2 separate regions of the Anas platyrhynchos genome follow, and region 2 is linked to region 1. The links are chromatin contacts, called in public Hi-C maps. All regions are on one chromosome and are shown on one strand. Each heading gives the region's core, a stretch centred on a gene start, on an enhancer-like site or on the middle of the called end of the contact. The rest is flanking DNA. Distances are from core to core; before and after follow the strand shown. Region 1 overlaps LOC101792439. Region 2 has its middle 27 kb from the start of EAF2.

Evidence for each region. A called contact is a pair of places that touch in the nucleus more often than the background predicts.
Region 2: a contact with region 1 is called in a Hi-C map of liver, with 4 times the contacts expected there. The contact joins two enhancer-like sites.

The regions. Positions count from the first base shown.
Region 1 is chr7:14,706,517-14,713,717 of IASCAAS_PekinDuck_T2T, reverse strand. LOC101792439 reads left to right here. Exons shown (of 10, transcript XR_011810577.1): 6 at 1,415-1,560; 7 at 2,441-3,602; 8 at 4,760-4,858; 9 at 6,126-6,236; 10 at 6,920-7,201. Among named protein-coding and RNA genes, the nearest start is that of TSN, 13 kb to the right of the region's middle. Within about 2 kb of position 4,382, at least 1 of the 8 cell types and tissues checked has an H3K27ac peak or open chromatin away from gene starts, as enhancers often do.
Region 2 is chr7:14,787,131-14,794,331 of IASCAAS_PekinDuck_T2T, reverse strand. No RefSeq gene overlaps it. Among named protein-coding and RNA genes, the nearest start is that of EAF2, 27 kb to the right of the region's middle. Within about 2 kb of position 3,996, at least 3 of the 8 cell types and tissues checked have an H3K27ac peak or open chromatin away from gene starts, as enhancers often do.

The DNA of each region.
Region 1 (7,201 bases), core at 3,133-5,632:
TGCGTGCTCTGCAGGCAGACAGGAGTAGGTTTTGTATCAGGAAGGCAGCACAGCTGGAGGAGGGGAACTGGGAGGTGGAGGACTCCTGGGTTCTGCTCACCTGCCCAGTCTCTCGCTCCCTCAGCTGTTGGAAACCAGGGATTTCAGTAGGTCTGTGCCAGGTTGGAGCTGCTGGCCTCAACCCTCTGGCCTTACCCACTGTGGTAACGCCGCTGACTTGAGCAGGCCATCAGCCCTGTATCCCCCTAGCAGGACCCATCTGTCCCATTACCAAAGGTGGCTTTAAGCCAGCTAGCTTGGACACTTCTAGGTGTGACCATGGGGGCACAGAGCTCAGCTACCAGAGGGGTGGAGGGGGCCAAGCTTGCAGGCCACGCTCTTACCCAACTGTGAGCTGGCTTGGGGTTGCAGCTCATTGCAGCTTGCCTCTAGGCTGGCTGCAGGGCCAGGCAGCACAGGCTGCTCCCTGCTCTGGAGGCAATCTGCACTTACTTACAGCTCTGTGTGCCAGTTTCTCGTACTGATGCACTCTGCCTTGCACTTAAGACTCTCCTGTCACAACAGCATAGTGGGCAGAGAAATGTAAGTTTTTAGAGCAGCAGACAGTTGCTGCAAAGGACACACAAACAGCTCCACGCCCTCCTTTCTTTGAGAAACCAAAACCCACTCGTTGCTTTATCAGTTTCACCAGGATGTTTGTTTGCTAGGAAGCACATCCCCCCTCTCCTGTGAAACCCTGCATGTCAGACTGAGCAACGCATCTCAGGAGCTGACAACCTCTCCCACACCTGGCCCAGTGAAGAGAGATGTACACTGCAGTTCTCACGTCCCCTGTGAATAATTTCTTGAGACAGGGGCTTCTACAACAGCTGTGGGTTTCCCTGCCTCCTCCTCCATGTTACCCTTTGCAGTCAAAGCCCGGTACTGCATCAAAAACCAGAGAAGTGCTCCCTCTCTTGCTACTGAAATGAGCAGGAATTGCCGAGCGTGTCAGCACACACCTCAACAAAGCTAAGAGCATTGGGTGCCACCAGGTTCTCATGTTTCCAATTAGTCTGGAAGCTGAAGAGCAATTTACCATGAAATTTATTTTCACTTAGGCACCAAAGTAGCCAGTAAGAGCTCAATGAAAGAAGATCGTGCTTCCCAGCCAGCCCAGTTGCTCAGAACAAGTGCAGTTCTAAGTTCTAAGTTGCTAAGTGCCATGCCTGTTGCCTGAGTTACGTGCCTCCCCTGCCCATATGAACCCATTCGAACCTAAACCCTCCACCAGAGGGGGGGAGCCCAGTCGGTGTCCCCCCGCCCTGGCACCCAGCAGACCCTGCGGTACGGTGGCGCTGCTGTGGCTGAACGCAGGCTGTGTGCTCCTGCCTCTCCCGAGCTAACCCAGCGGGGCTGTGTTGTGTGCTTGCAGGGGGATGACGACCTGATGACCGTGTGCATCGGTGAGATCTTTCTAGAGTTCGTCAACATGCTGCCGGCCTTCCAGACCTACTGCCTTCAGCAGTCCTCCTCAGTGAACATGCTCAACGCGCTGGAGAAGGAGAAAGAGCTGCTCAGGTGAGAGGAGGGCTGGTGAGTGTTCCTTGGGGCTTTGAGGGCCGGAGAGCACCAGGCTGAAGGCAAAGCCTTTGTCAGCTCAACTAGATCACAGGTTTATTGCTGATGTTCTTCAGCGATGAGCTGCTCTGGCTTAGGGTGAGGAGTGTGCTTGAGGCTCCCAAATATGTTCAGCCCTTGATATCTTCACTGAAGCAGTCTCTGTAGTTGGTGTCCAGCTGTATCCTGTATTTTGGGGTACTAGTGTTTGCCCACTGACCACGGGGCTGAACTTTCACTAAATAATGTCACTTATAAATTTATAATAATAAATTATAAATAATAATAATAAAAAAATATAAAAAAACAATACATTTTCACTAAAAAGCTGAGAGCAGCTCTCAGCAGAGCACGGTTTGGATTCCCACTGGGGAAAGCCACTGCGTGAAGCGTGCATGACTTGAATCATATCCCGTTCCGAGCCCCAGCCTGCTGGGCCAAGCTGGGCTAGTCACTTCTCTGTTTCCACTGCAACAGCTATAAATTGATGACGGTACCAAACTCCTGTTCAGAGCTTTGTAATCGAGTGATGAAAGGACCTACACACAGATGTAACCTGATAAAAGCTGATGTGCCTGCCTCAGGCCTACCTCAGCATGCGCCACGGGAAGATCACACCCTCACTGCTCTATGGTGATTTCATAGGAGACTGCTAGGATGTTATGTGATAGTGTTCCAGGCCCCTTTTTTTAATTTTTGAGAAGACAGAATTCACAATGCTATTAAAACCAAGGGGGCGGGCGGGGGCTGCAGTGCTCAGGATTTCATCTTAGTGCTTAGGATTGCAGCAGCTGCCGGCAAAACAGCCCCTGTTTCATTCCCTGTCCTTAAATCCCTGCAGGATATTCCTCGACGTGTCCCAGAACGATAACACGGCGCTGCGACGGATGAACCTGCGCTCCTTTCTGATGGCCCCTCTGCAGAGGGTCACCAAGTACCCCCTGCTGCTCAGCAGAATCATCAAGGCCACCACCGAGTACCACCCAGACCACGGCAGCCTGCGGGAGGCCAAGAGCCGCATCGAGTCCCACCTGGAGCACATCAACATGAAAACCAAGCAGGAGGGCAACACGTGGACCCTCCGCTCCTTTCGGCAGGACAGCAAGAAGAAGAGGGAAGTCATCAACATCGAGATGAGGGAAACCGCCCTCAAAACGGTGGGATGGCTGCGGGAGGAGACACGCTTCGTGATGGAGGGGGCCCTGCAGCTGGCCCAGCCCCCTGACGGCCAGTGGGTGAAGAAAGGCAGCAAGACCCTCAAGTTCCAAAACATGCAGGTCCTCCTGCTGGTCAACATGAAGCGCGTGTCCGAGTCCAGCCTGGAGCTAGCTGAGCCAGGGCCCGTGAAGGACGCCGTGCTGGTGCTCATCAGGGACAAAAACAATGGCAAGTTCCATTTGCTCAGGGAGCCCTTGAGGCTGAGTAATTGCATCGTCTCCACTGATCCTGACTGTGACGACACTTTTGAACTCATTGAGATCAGGCGGGAGGCGTTTGTGTTCCGGGACAGCGACCGGGCACGGACTCACCACTGGTTCAGGCAGATCAGGCGCTACTCAAGGGAGCTGGGCTCCTGGAAGAAGCGGCGCAATGCGCTGCCCAACATCATGATCAGCACCCCGCACACCCGGCCCTGAGTCCTGCGTGGGCAGCACGCGGGGAGCCTCGGTGGCTTCGACTTGCTCCGCTCCGTGGACGACACAGAAAGGAGCCTCTGACCCAGAAAGAGTTGTGGCTCCTGCCCAGCAGCACTGGAACTGAGTGTTACAGCCTAATCCTCGTCTCCAGCCTCAGGACTCACGTCCTGCGTGTGGCCGAGGGACCTGCACGCAGGGGCTTCTCTTGAGGAGCAGGCCCCTGGAAGAAAATACTGAGTTTTAGTTGTTAATATTGCACTGTGGGAGAATGATGTGTGATGCTTGCATTTGCATGGATTCTGTTGAAAGCCAGTCTTGACAACATGAGAGAGGTTTCCACCATTGTCTATATTTCATCAGCATTAGGTAAAGTCAGGGTTAAAATTAGGCGCAGTATTATGCAGCAGAGGAGGAAAGTTGGAGAAAATGTTTTTCACCACTACTCCCCTAAGGACTATATTTCATTTTTCACCTTTGTATGTTCAGTCAAAATACTTGTTAAAAAAAAGAAAGGTCGTTCATCTTTAATCCAAATCAAGTATGTATCGGTTTGCTCAGATTCAGCTGCATGCACACAGCAAACAAAGACAAAATCAGGCAAGAATAAAAGGAACTCTTGCTTTCTCACACATGCACCCCAAATACATCTAGAACCTGTGGACGAGCAGTATGCTCGCACTGGAAGTCTGTTATTTAACCGGCTTAGGGACTGGAACGTAGCACTGCATCTGAAATGTCTCAGACATGTATGTAAATATCTCTCTGCTACCACTAATAGTGAACCTAAAATGCAATTATTTAAATGATGTAATCTAGTGTATTTCAAAATTTAATGGAAAGGAACAATTTACATTGTACTGTAGAGTAACATAAAAGGTTTTAATAATTATGTTTCAACGACTTTAGGTGGGTATTTTTTTAAAATCTTTGGGTTAGTTTGTTTTCTGGAGTAGATATTGCATTTAGTGCGAGTGGCGTTCAGGGGAACAATGTGCCCATGTCTGTTCTTTGGATGCCCTGAGCAGAATCCAGGGGGTAGTCCTAATGAATCTGGGAGAATGGTACAGCCCTGCTGCCCTTAATTATCACCGGACAACAATCGTCTGGCACAAAGCGTTCTGCCCTGGCTGCAGTCCCACCAGGGCAGGGCAGGCCCCAGCACAGGAGAAGCCAGAGCTGAAACTGAGAGCACAAAGCTCTCCCCTCTAAGGTCTGGCCTCTCTCAGCTCCTCAGCAGCAAAATTCCATGAAGCTGAACAATGGTAAAAAGGCAGAAAGGTTCTAACCTTTTCAGCCTGACATTCCCACTGCCTGTGGCCTTGTGATTACAGGTTCAGCAAAATGTCATGCCGTGACTTATGCAGCAAAGGCCAGATCACAGGCCGAGAGGCTAAATTAAAGGAGCCTGAGTTTTGGTTGGCGGATCACAGAGAACAATCTGTAAATGTTCTTGGAGATCATCCCTGGGGGAAAGACAAGACCAGTCAGTATTAATCACTGTCAACAAAACATTTCTGTTACAGGAGGATTCACACTGGGAATGTATCTGTGCATTTCTCCAGAGATCACCTAGCACCAGCGAGCCCGCAGACGAAGGCAGACAGAGGCAGACCTTTGTGGAGGTAGCCCTAGTCCTGTAAAATCACCGCCAACCCAACACCAAACCCTATCCCGTTCGTTGTCCCTCTGCCACAGCAGCCGGGGCTTGTTATGTGCTGCTCCAGACACTGAGGCAAACACGGTCAGTGCAACGTGCTTACCGCCTGCATTTCCTCGTCATCCTTAGCGCTTCATTTTGTCCTTGAGGAAACGGGAGTTTCCGCATCATCTGGAGGCTTTGCAACCACAGTACCCAAGAGGAGGGTGGCAGCACACAGCTGAGCACCGTAGCGAGTGGCAGCTGCCCAAATGCCTGCCAGGGCAGCTGCCCGGCTCCCTCCAGTGGCTCGGAGTCCCCCCCCAGCTATTTCTAGTTAGAAAACAAATTGTTCCCCAAAATATGCATTGAACAGCCAGTTCACAACTAACACAAATAGCTTTTATGATTTTTTGTTTTTCAAATAAATTGTCACGTAAACAGTGAAGCTGCTGGAGGAAGATCTCTCTGACCCTCTCCTGACAGCCCCGCATCTAGCAGCCTTCCAGCTCCATTCCCACGACAGGCACAAAGCACCAACTCCTTGCACCTTCCTTTTCTCTCCCAGATCAAAAGGACGCAGCTGCCTTCTCTTCATTCCCTCCAGTGGCAGTCATGCTAAGAGAAAACATAAGCACAGTAACCTAATAATTTATCCAAACAGCAAGTGGCTTTCACAGCCCCAGAAAGCTGCTCCTTTCTGGGAGGTTTTTGATTACTTTCTAGCACGATGGTTTTCTCCACTCCAATTCACAATCGAATCCAGCCATGAACTGTTTGCACAGTCGTATCTTTATATCGAGATACCCCCAGCCACCCTGGCTGTTCCAAAAGGTTAGAGAACAATAAGTAGATGTAAGAGGTCTACTTTTTCGCATCAATCTTGCCTATGGATGATTGTTCAGTTTTTCACATTCTGGGTTCCTCTAGGTATCACAGGAAACACCTGCCAGCTAGGCTGGTAGCAAACAGGGCCTGTTTCCTCTGAACCAGGCAAACTCCCCCAAAGAAGGTCGGTAAATAATTGCCCTCTGTTGAGTTACAAGCAGGACGTGTACTCGGCGCTGCAGCCCTGTCCTAAAAAACCTGTGGCCAGGGAACAGTACGAGCTCTTTGATCTGGGACAGCCTGCTATGGCAAGCGACAGACTGATTGTGGAACCTGTCAGGCGAGGCAGAGGCTGTGTTTTGAATGTTATTTATCTTTTACTTATCCCGTGTGTACTCAGCTGCGTGCCTGCTTTTAAATTACAGGTGTTGAAAGGGAGCCCAAGCACAGAACAATCCCTCTGGCCCTGCGAGCACTCGTGCTGTGGGGTGAGCCTGCAGAGGAAGGAGGAGCAGTGTCAGCGCACTAACGAGGCAGTAAGTTTCCATAATCCTCAGGCACCTTCCTGAACCTGGATGATCCCTCTCCTGGGAAGTCCCAGGTCCTTCAGTATCACATGTACACATCTTACTTGACAGCCCTAGAGATTAGCTTCGTTGTAGTTTTCCATTTCTGATTAAGCTGACAAAATGCTCTTATAACCCGTGGCACTTGGGAACAGGTTTGTCTACAAGCCCGGGAAGTAATTACTTGTTCCAAACTGGCCTTCCTAGGGCTCTACAGGATTTTTACACCTCTTAGAATTCATGAATGACAATACTAAAAAATTAATGACTGACCATACTCGGGTTACTTTTCAAGACTCCTTCCAACTGCACTTGCCTTGCTAGTATGAGCAGGCCAGAAGGAAGACACCCTCTCTGAAGTACTACATTAGGGGAAAAAATAAAAAAAAAGTCAACTGGTCACTTACCAGGTGGGAAAAGAAAAAAAAAAGAGAGAGAAGGCAGGCTTTCTCATAGTTTCTGCAGTTTTTACCTCAAAAGGCACACACACACAAAAAGCACCAGTGAGATCAGGTACTGAAGGAAGGAAAACCCACTTTAAGCCAGCATGCTGGGTGGGACAGCCTTAGAAAACATGGGGAGATGAAAAGTAAATGCTTTAGAAAGCAGAGATACCTGCTTTAGGGAACAAATAGAGATCTTCCCTTTTATAGTGAAAGAAAACGTGAAGTGGTACTGACAGAAGACCCCAGCAGAGCCAGAGGTTTGCTGTTACCCCTCAGAGCACTGAGCCACAGAAGTGAATCTGATGGGACCCTCCCCACAGTTGACAGGGAACACACATTTGGGTGCTAGCTGACACATCTTGATCTGCAATGGGATCAAGAACGCATCTGAAAGGGAACACCAGCTTTGCTCTGGCAGCAAGAAGCTATTGTAGCTGTCACTGGAGACCGAGAGACTGACCTCAGCACATCCTAAATCCTGTGAAAAAA
Region 2 (7,201 bases), core at 2,747-5,246, 81 kb before region 1:
AAGATGTTAACCGAGGGGAGGAAGGGCAGCAGTCCCCACGAGGGCAGCATCACCCACCAGACTGACATCCACCCATACCCACACCTATCCTCTGCCCCCTGGACTCTCAGAGTCCCGGTGTGCTTGATGCTAGAAAGAGCTCTGAGTGAGGTTTAAGCCACAGGATTTCCAAACAGCTCCCGCACACTTCAGGAAGGCTGAGGCTGGTCTTTGTGGCTTGACTCTTACTGCCAAAGAGTTTTTCCTCAGAGGCTAGTCCAAGTCTGGGGACGGTGCAGCCTGCAGGACCGAAAAGCCCTAACAAACTGCCCCAGCTCTGCCCCCAGGGGCAAGGCCCGCTTCCTCACAAGGCAGGTCCCTGAATGCTGCTCATGTTTAAAGGGAAATGGCTGTGCTGTCTTTTTGAAGTTCTCCTTCCACTGTCTTCCTCTGAGGAGAGGAGAAAAGCATGAGAGGAGCTGGGTGTCCTCACTCAGTGCTGGGCTGAAAGGCAGGCTGCTAACAGCACCACCAGCAGGACAGATGCTCGATGGCCTGTTAGAAGGACCTGCAGCAAACCCACACCGAAGCTCAGTAGCTGTTCCTGGTCAAAACCACCCGCAGGAGCCAGGAAACTCTGCCTGGGTTCTCAGGAGGGTGGCAGTGGCCCCATTATACAAATCTGCACATTGCTCTGGGAACAGCCTATCTGCTAAAAAGAGTCACTGAACAGAGGAGCCTCTTGTTTCAGACACACATTGCCGGCTCGGGAAGATGTCAGCTCACATAAATTAGTCACTATAAAATGGAGAACCCAAGACTGGGAAAAAATGGGAGGAAATAATATGAGAGGCTTTTCTTGGTTCATGACTGGAACAGCTACTGTCATTTAAATTTTATTAGGAAAGATTAAAAGGAGCCTTGGAGTGAAGCTGCTGTGATGAAGTGGTCCCAGGGTCTCTATAACTGTGATTGGCACCATACTGATGTGTCAGCCTGACAAAGTTATGGCAGTTATTACGCTGGCCCTAAAACAGACCCTTCCACTTGAGGCGAAATAATAAAAAATGAGGGAGAAATCTCCAGAACGCAGGAAGACTCAATCCAGTTGGGCAGAGATATACACATTTACCTCAGCCTTATTTTTTTTTCAGAGGTGATATGAAGTAGACAATCAATAGTGGCAGATCTGTGCAGAGCTGCCTCTTCCTGGATATGTTGGAGCCTGCCCCGTGGGCTTGGTGTGTGCCTGGTCCATACCTGCCCTCCCCTACAGCCGTGGGGTTCCTGGGACGCAGGAGGGAGCAGGCTGAGAAGCCTCTGGTCAGCTCAAAGCAGTGGCTGCCTTGCTCATCCTGGCTGTTTGTGCCCCAAAAATGGCGCTGCACCAAGCTCTGCTGCTGGCTAAGCAGCGCCTCTGGTTTTACACCCACCTTTACCCTCAGCCATCAGTAAGGGAGCTGCCAAGGGTCTGGTGCCGCCACTCTGAACCTCTCTGGAGCGAGCTGTCACCTGCAAGTCACAAATGCCCACCCCTGTTTGACCAGCCCTGGCAGTGCAGCTGTAAAAATCCCAGCTTCTGCAAGCTGCTGCCTTTGAAAGCTCTGCCTGCCCTCGAGATATCTTCTGACGCACGCAACCTCCTCGCTGACCATATTACAGCACACACCCGAGCCTTATCTCTGGCCCCAAGAGACATGGTCTGCATAAGCACAGCCAACAAACAGGAGCATAATGAGCCCTCCTCACCACCCCAAAGCTGAAGGTGAGATGCCTTTTTAATAATAGGGTATTTGGGAGGATTTATAGGCGCTGGCTGTTTCAATACACAAATGACAGTATCAATCAGAGCCAGACAGCAGAGGAGGAAAGCAATATACCTGCTAGGTGAGGGGAATGCTGATGTGAGACGCAGGCGGCAGGGGCTGTGGCCAGCAGGAGCTGAGGCTGGTGTCTGTCCCTCCCTGCCTGGCAAGAGAGGTTGTAGCTAGCAATAAACCTGAACGAAAAATTGCATTCTGCATCCTAAAAATGTTTGGGTTGTACCTGAGGACCAACTGAGGCTGGAAGAGCAGAGGAAGTCTGGTTGCAACATTCTTTAAAGACACCTCAAGGAAAGAAGAGTGATTTGAGGCAACTGGTGATGTGTGAGCAGGTGACAATCCCCCGTGGCTGCATGCATGTCCTGTACAGTGCTGCACACGAGCTCAGGCAGCCTGGGGCAGTGCCTGAGCTGACAATCGAGCCAACTGGAAGCCACAGGACATCTGTGCTGGTCCGCCAGCCTTTGTGTCCTGCACACAGGAGGGGAATAGCTGTAACACCAGCTCAGGGCAGAGGCTGTTCTGACAAGGGCCTCAAGGTTAGAGACACTGTTTGTTTTCACAGTGCTTGATCGGCAAAGCCAAAGCAGAACAGGAGCCTTCCTATCCAGCAGGATTATTTTAATTCAGATTCACCCAGAGAGAATTGTTTAATTTGAGCGGGTCAGGGGTTCAGCTCTACTCTATGCTTGCCTAGCTATTGAACGGATAATAAATACCAAATACAGTTTGAAAGGACAAGTTGCATTCATGTATTTTCAAAGATTTTCAGCAAGTCTTCTGGGCAATGCTCCTAGTTTAGAGCTTACCTGGAGACTAGAGAAAGCTATTAAGTTGTGGGTTTAATTGTCTTCCTCCATTAACTGTGAACACCCTGCACAGTATCCTTTGCGTACCACTCCTGTGGCCGCTCTGCTGAAACAAGTGCTGGTAGGGAGTGGGCTCCCAACACACCGACTCTGTTGTGACTTTGAAAAAAAAACATTTTAGAATAAAACCCAGGCCCTCTCAACTGCTTTCTGAAAAAAAAAAAAAAAAAAAAAAAAACGTATGTGTACCCTGGTGGCTAGGGGCTATCAGCTGAGAGAGACTCTTCAATCCAGGCTGACCTCACAGGTCTCCTGCATGCCACCGCCTGCTGGAGCCTCTTCACACTCCTTAAATATCACCACATCAGCTGAACAGTGACCTGAACCCAGCCCTCTCAGGGCTACCAAGTACAGCTTTTCTACAAAGCGAAACAGCTCCAGTAGGACAAGTTGATAAAACCCGCCCCAAAATTGCTGTGAACCCAGTGCATGACGTAAGGACACATTCATCCCAGCTCACGTTCAGCAATCTCCCACATTTCCTGATGCCCAGAGGAGTGCTGTAACCCCCATGCTATTCACTGTAACACAGCACGCAATTGTTTCTCTGCATGTCTCTGATCCAAGCAGAGTTTAATCAAAACCACCTCTCCTTTTTAGAAGTATTTTCTGAGCAAAACTATTTCATCAAAATATTTTCAGCCCCTTCAAGTGCAGCAGCTCAAACCCATTTGCTGCATTGTGCATACTCTGCAATTTAGCAGATCAACAGGCAATCTCTGCCTTTGTCGCTAGCTACAGTGAGACCCTTTGCTGCTGCAGACTCCCTTCTTTCTGTGTCCCTTTAGCAACATTTCTGCCTCCAGCTTCTCTTTGCTTCCATTGTAGATTCACTCACACTCAGGAGCAAAGTCAGCGTCTCATTCACAGGACAGATGAGGGAGAACAAAAAGAGGGCTGAAAACACACCTCTCTTGTAGAAGGGAAAGCTGAAGTCTCTGTCATTCTGCCGGGCAAACAAAGAAAGCACCAAAGGAACTAACTTTCCTTTGGTAACAGCCTCAGTGAAATACAGCTCCAAGCTGGGACATGGGGAGCACACTGTGAGCAACTGGGTTAACAGAGCCAGCTCCCAAACGGTGCAGGGCTGCACATGTCCCCTGGCGCTCTGTGAATTGCACCTGATGAATTCCTTCCATGGTTCCCCTCCTTTCTCCCAGCAAGGTGAGAGCACCTGTCCAGCACCCCCCGTGTAACCAGCACAAACCTTGCCAGAGCTCATCTCTGAGATTTAGCTGTGCTTTCAGTGCCACTGCATGGCCAGCCAGGGGACTGGCATTAGCTCCACTAACTTTGCATCCACCCACTGCAAGATGTTACAGATGTGCAGCCCAGCTCGCAGAGCTCATCGTGAGTCACTGCTGCGTCAGGGACACAGAGGAGCACAGTCTAGCAGGCAGCAGAGACTCCTTCTCCACGGACGTCCGCAGTCTGATGGATGAGCCAGGCTCTGAAGATGAGGTTACTCATGTTTTCCAGACATTTGGTCACTCCTGGCCCTAAATAATTAAGTCCTTACAGAGAGATACCTCAGTTTCCCCATCAGCACAGTCAAACACAAATTACTGTAGTCACCACTCTCCCTCTGTTTCAAGAAAAAGAAAAAAGAAAGAAAGAAAGAAAAAAAAAAAAAAAACTTGTACTATTTCCCAGCATAAAGACCTTACAGTCACCTCACAGATCTTGGGAAAGAGCTGCAGCAATTTCTCCCTCTTCCTCCAGGGCTTTAGGGCTCATTACCAAACTAACAGATAGACTGGGTTCGCACATTAGGAGCTTTTCCATAAGACAATCTATCTGCAATTCAAACAGTTTAGAGCACAGCATGAACAGAACACAATTTATCTTAATTGAAAATGGCTCCAATCTGGCACTGTTTGTCTTAGAAAGTGGGTCTCCCTCCCAGGGTTATTCAAGTTACACAAAGCTCTGTGTCACCGCAGGTGTGTGCAGCCTGATGCTGAGCACTTTCTACTCGAGGGGAAAAGCAAGGCACACAGCCCTTCTGAAGGGTCACTTGTAGGACACCACCAAGTCCCTTCTCCTGAGCAGCTGGAAGACAGAGGCACCAGCTTTGACCAGTTCTCTGGCTAGAACATGCTCCTCCTCTGCGCTCCTAATGCCAAGGCGCAAGACAAATTCTTCCTCTTTGGTGAGAGCAGCAGCAAACTGTAACTCTGAGATAAGGGAAGCATCAGAGACTCCTGTCATCAGCCCAGGTTTATCATGCTGAAGACCCAGAGGCTTTGGATGATGGCAGTACGAAAGATCATAGCAAGCCGTAAAACATCCTGACCCCGGATAATTGAAGGATTTTTTTCAGGATTTTTCTGTCAACTCCAAGACTTCTCCCCTGCCCAAGTCACATTAAATGCCTTGTTTCCCTCCCTATAATTTATAATGTTTTTAAATAAATATCACTTTCTAAAAAATGTGTCACATTTTATTCTGAGCTTGTCAAAGCAAAACATTTCCTGAAAAATTTCTCCCTATTCATTTTTGGCCCAAACAATTCACTGAACTTAGGCAGGTTCCCAAATTTTTTTCCATAAAACTATTTTTCAGTGAATTAACTATTCCTCAAAAGGCATTTCCCCCTCTGCTGATGGAGTCTACCATTTTCTTCTTTGATGTGGCAAATAATAAAAGACAATTAAGTGAGAACAAAACACTCCTTTACCACTACACAAGCAGTTCCACTGCCGACCACTTTTTCATGTTAGGCACAGGCTCCTCTGGCTTTCAGAGACCCAAAGGTTCTCCAGAGAGAGGAAATTACTTGCCTACAGCCACACGGAGTCAATGGCAAGGCAAGAGAGATCTCTTGCATTGCAACACTTTGCTTGAACCGCAAGACGCCCTTGAGAGGAAGAGATTTATTTCTACAGTTTCCTGATTTGCAACAGAAGTACCACCACAGGGGTTAGCGAGGAACAATCATTAGCAGAAATACCAGAGCCTTGCCTAAAAGCACCAGTTACGACAAGTGCTCTGTGCAAGATGTCAGTCCTGCACCTGGTGGGAGACAGGCCTTGGCACGGAGGGCTTGCAGTCTGCGAAGATGAGTGAAGGATGCAAGGGGAAGCATTAGCCCCCTTTGAACGCGGACAGATGCACTGATTCTGGGGCTGCACAGCATCCACAGCATTCATTCCACATTCCCACAGCAGCAGCCCAGCAGTTTATCTAGGCCAGACTTTCTCCCCTACTATATATTAGCTGGGAAACTGCACTTCATCTGTGCAAATCTCCCACTTCTCCCTAGCTACCGCTGAGACTCCCATTAATGCATCACTCCGTGCAAACTGCCTCCTTCCGTGCAGACTGGCAACGATCGGGGTGAGGTTGTGTGGAGGATATTTCTTTTTAACCCATCAAATAAAAAACAAAGAAAGCTCTATAGGCTAACCATGACGGGACACAGTACATCATGTCTGTTTCTAACTCCTACAGCTCTTTGAAATCTCATCATAATTGTTCAGCCTCGTTCCCCAGAAGCACAACACCAGTCAATGCTCAGCAATGACTGAACGTTATGAGCCCTGCCTCGGTGGGGACCTCAGTTCAGGCTGCTGTCACGTGGAAATCTCACCAGAATGTGCCCAGATGGACAGACGGCCACCAAACTCCAGCCAGCCTGGCACAAACCCATTCCCACCTGGAAACATGGCAGAGCTGGCACAGAGCTGCCCCGCTCCTGCTCATGCTCAAAGTACCTCTGTCTGGCTTTTTGCCACTGTGCTGCGCAGACATATAACTTACAGATGACCTTCCATGCTGTGTTAATGCTGATAGCTTTTGGCAGCAGTGTTAAATTGGGCACCCAGATGCCTAATAAGTTTGTTCCCTCATTGGGTTTCGTTGGTCCAATGCACAAGGACAAACAGAGCTTTTTCCCCTTCCCTTCCACCTTTCCTTAGCTGTAACGGATAACAACCTATTATCGTTATTTCTCTAGACTCCGATTAGAAACACAAATAAGATTGGTATGTTTTCTGAACTGCTTTTTTTGTAATTAACATTCTGCTGGACATTCCAAGCCCGAGGAGTTCCAAGGACACGGGGACGACACAGCACCGCAGCTGCACATGAAACCTCACCACACGAGCGCCAGCACGTAGCCAGCAAGCACGATGTATCACTCTGCCCCTGAACTCTTTGAGGAACACAACACTACAAAGGATAAAATCCCGAGTTATGGAGCTGTCAACGACACTTCCCCGTGGCTCCTCGGTCCCGTTTTCTTCCCCCTCCTCAGAGCCCAGAAGATGGCGCCGGCCCCTCAGCCATCGCCGCCCGCAGCGCAGAGGGAGCCACGGGGCGGGCACCTGCGAGGCGCTGAAATAACATACGACGGAGGAAAGCTCCTTGTCCCCCGGGGCAGCGGTTAAAATAAAGCAGCCCCTTGCCATGCCTGCGGGGGAACAGGAGCCATCGCCCACGCTGCTTTTCTTGCAGGTCCCCCGGGTGAGATGCGCCCGTGAGTGCCAGCCGCCTGCATAAACGTGAACCCGCTGACACCCCGGGAGG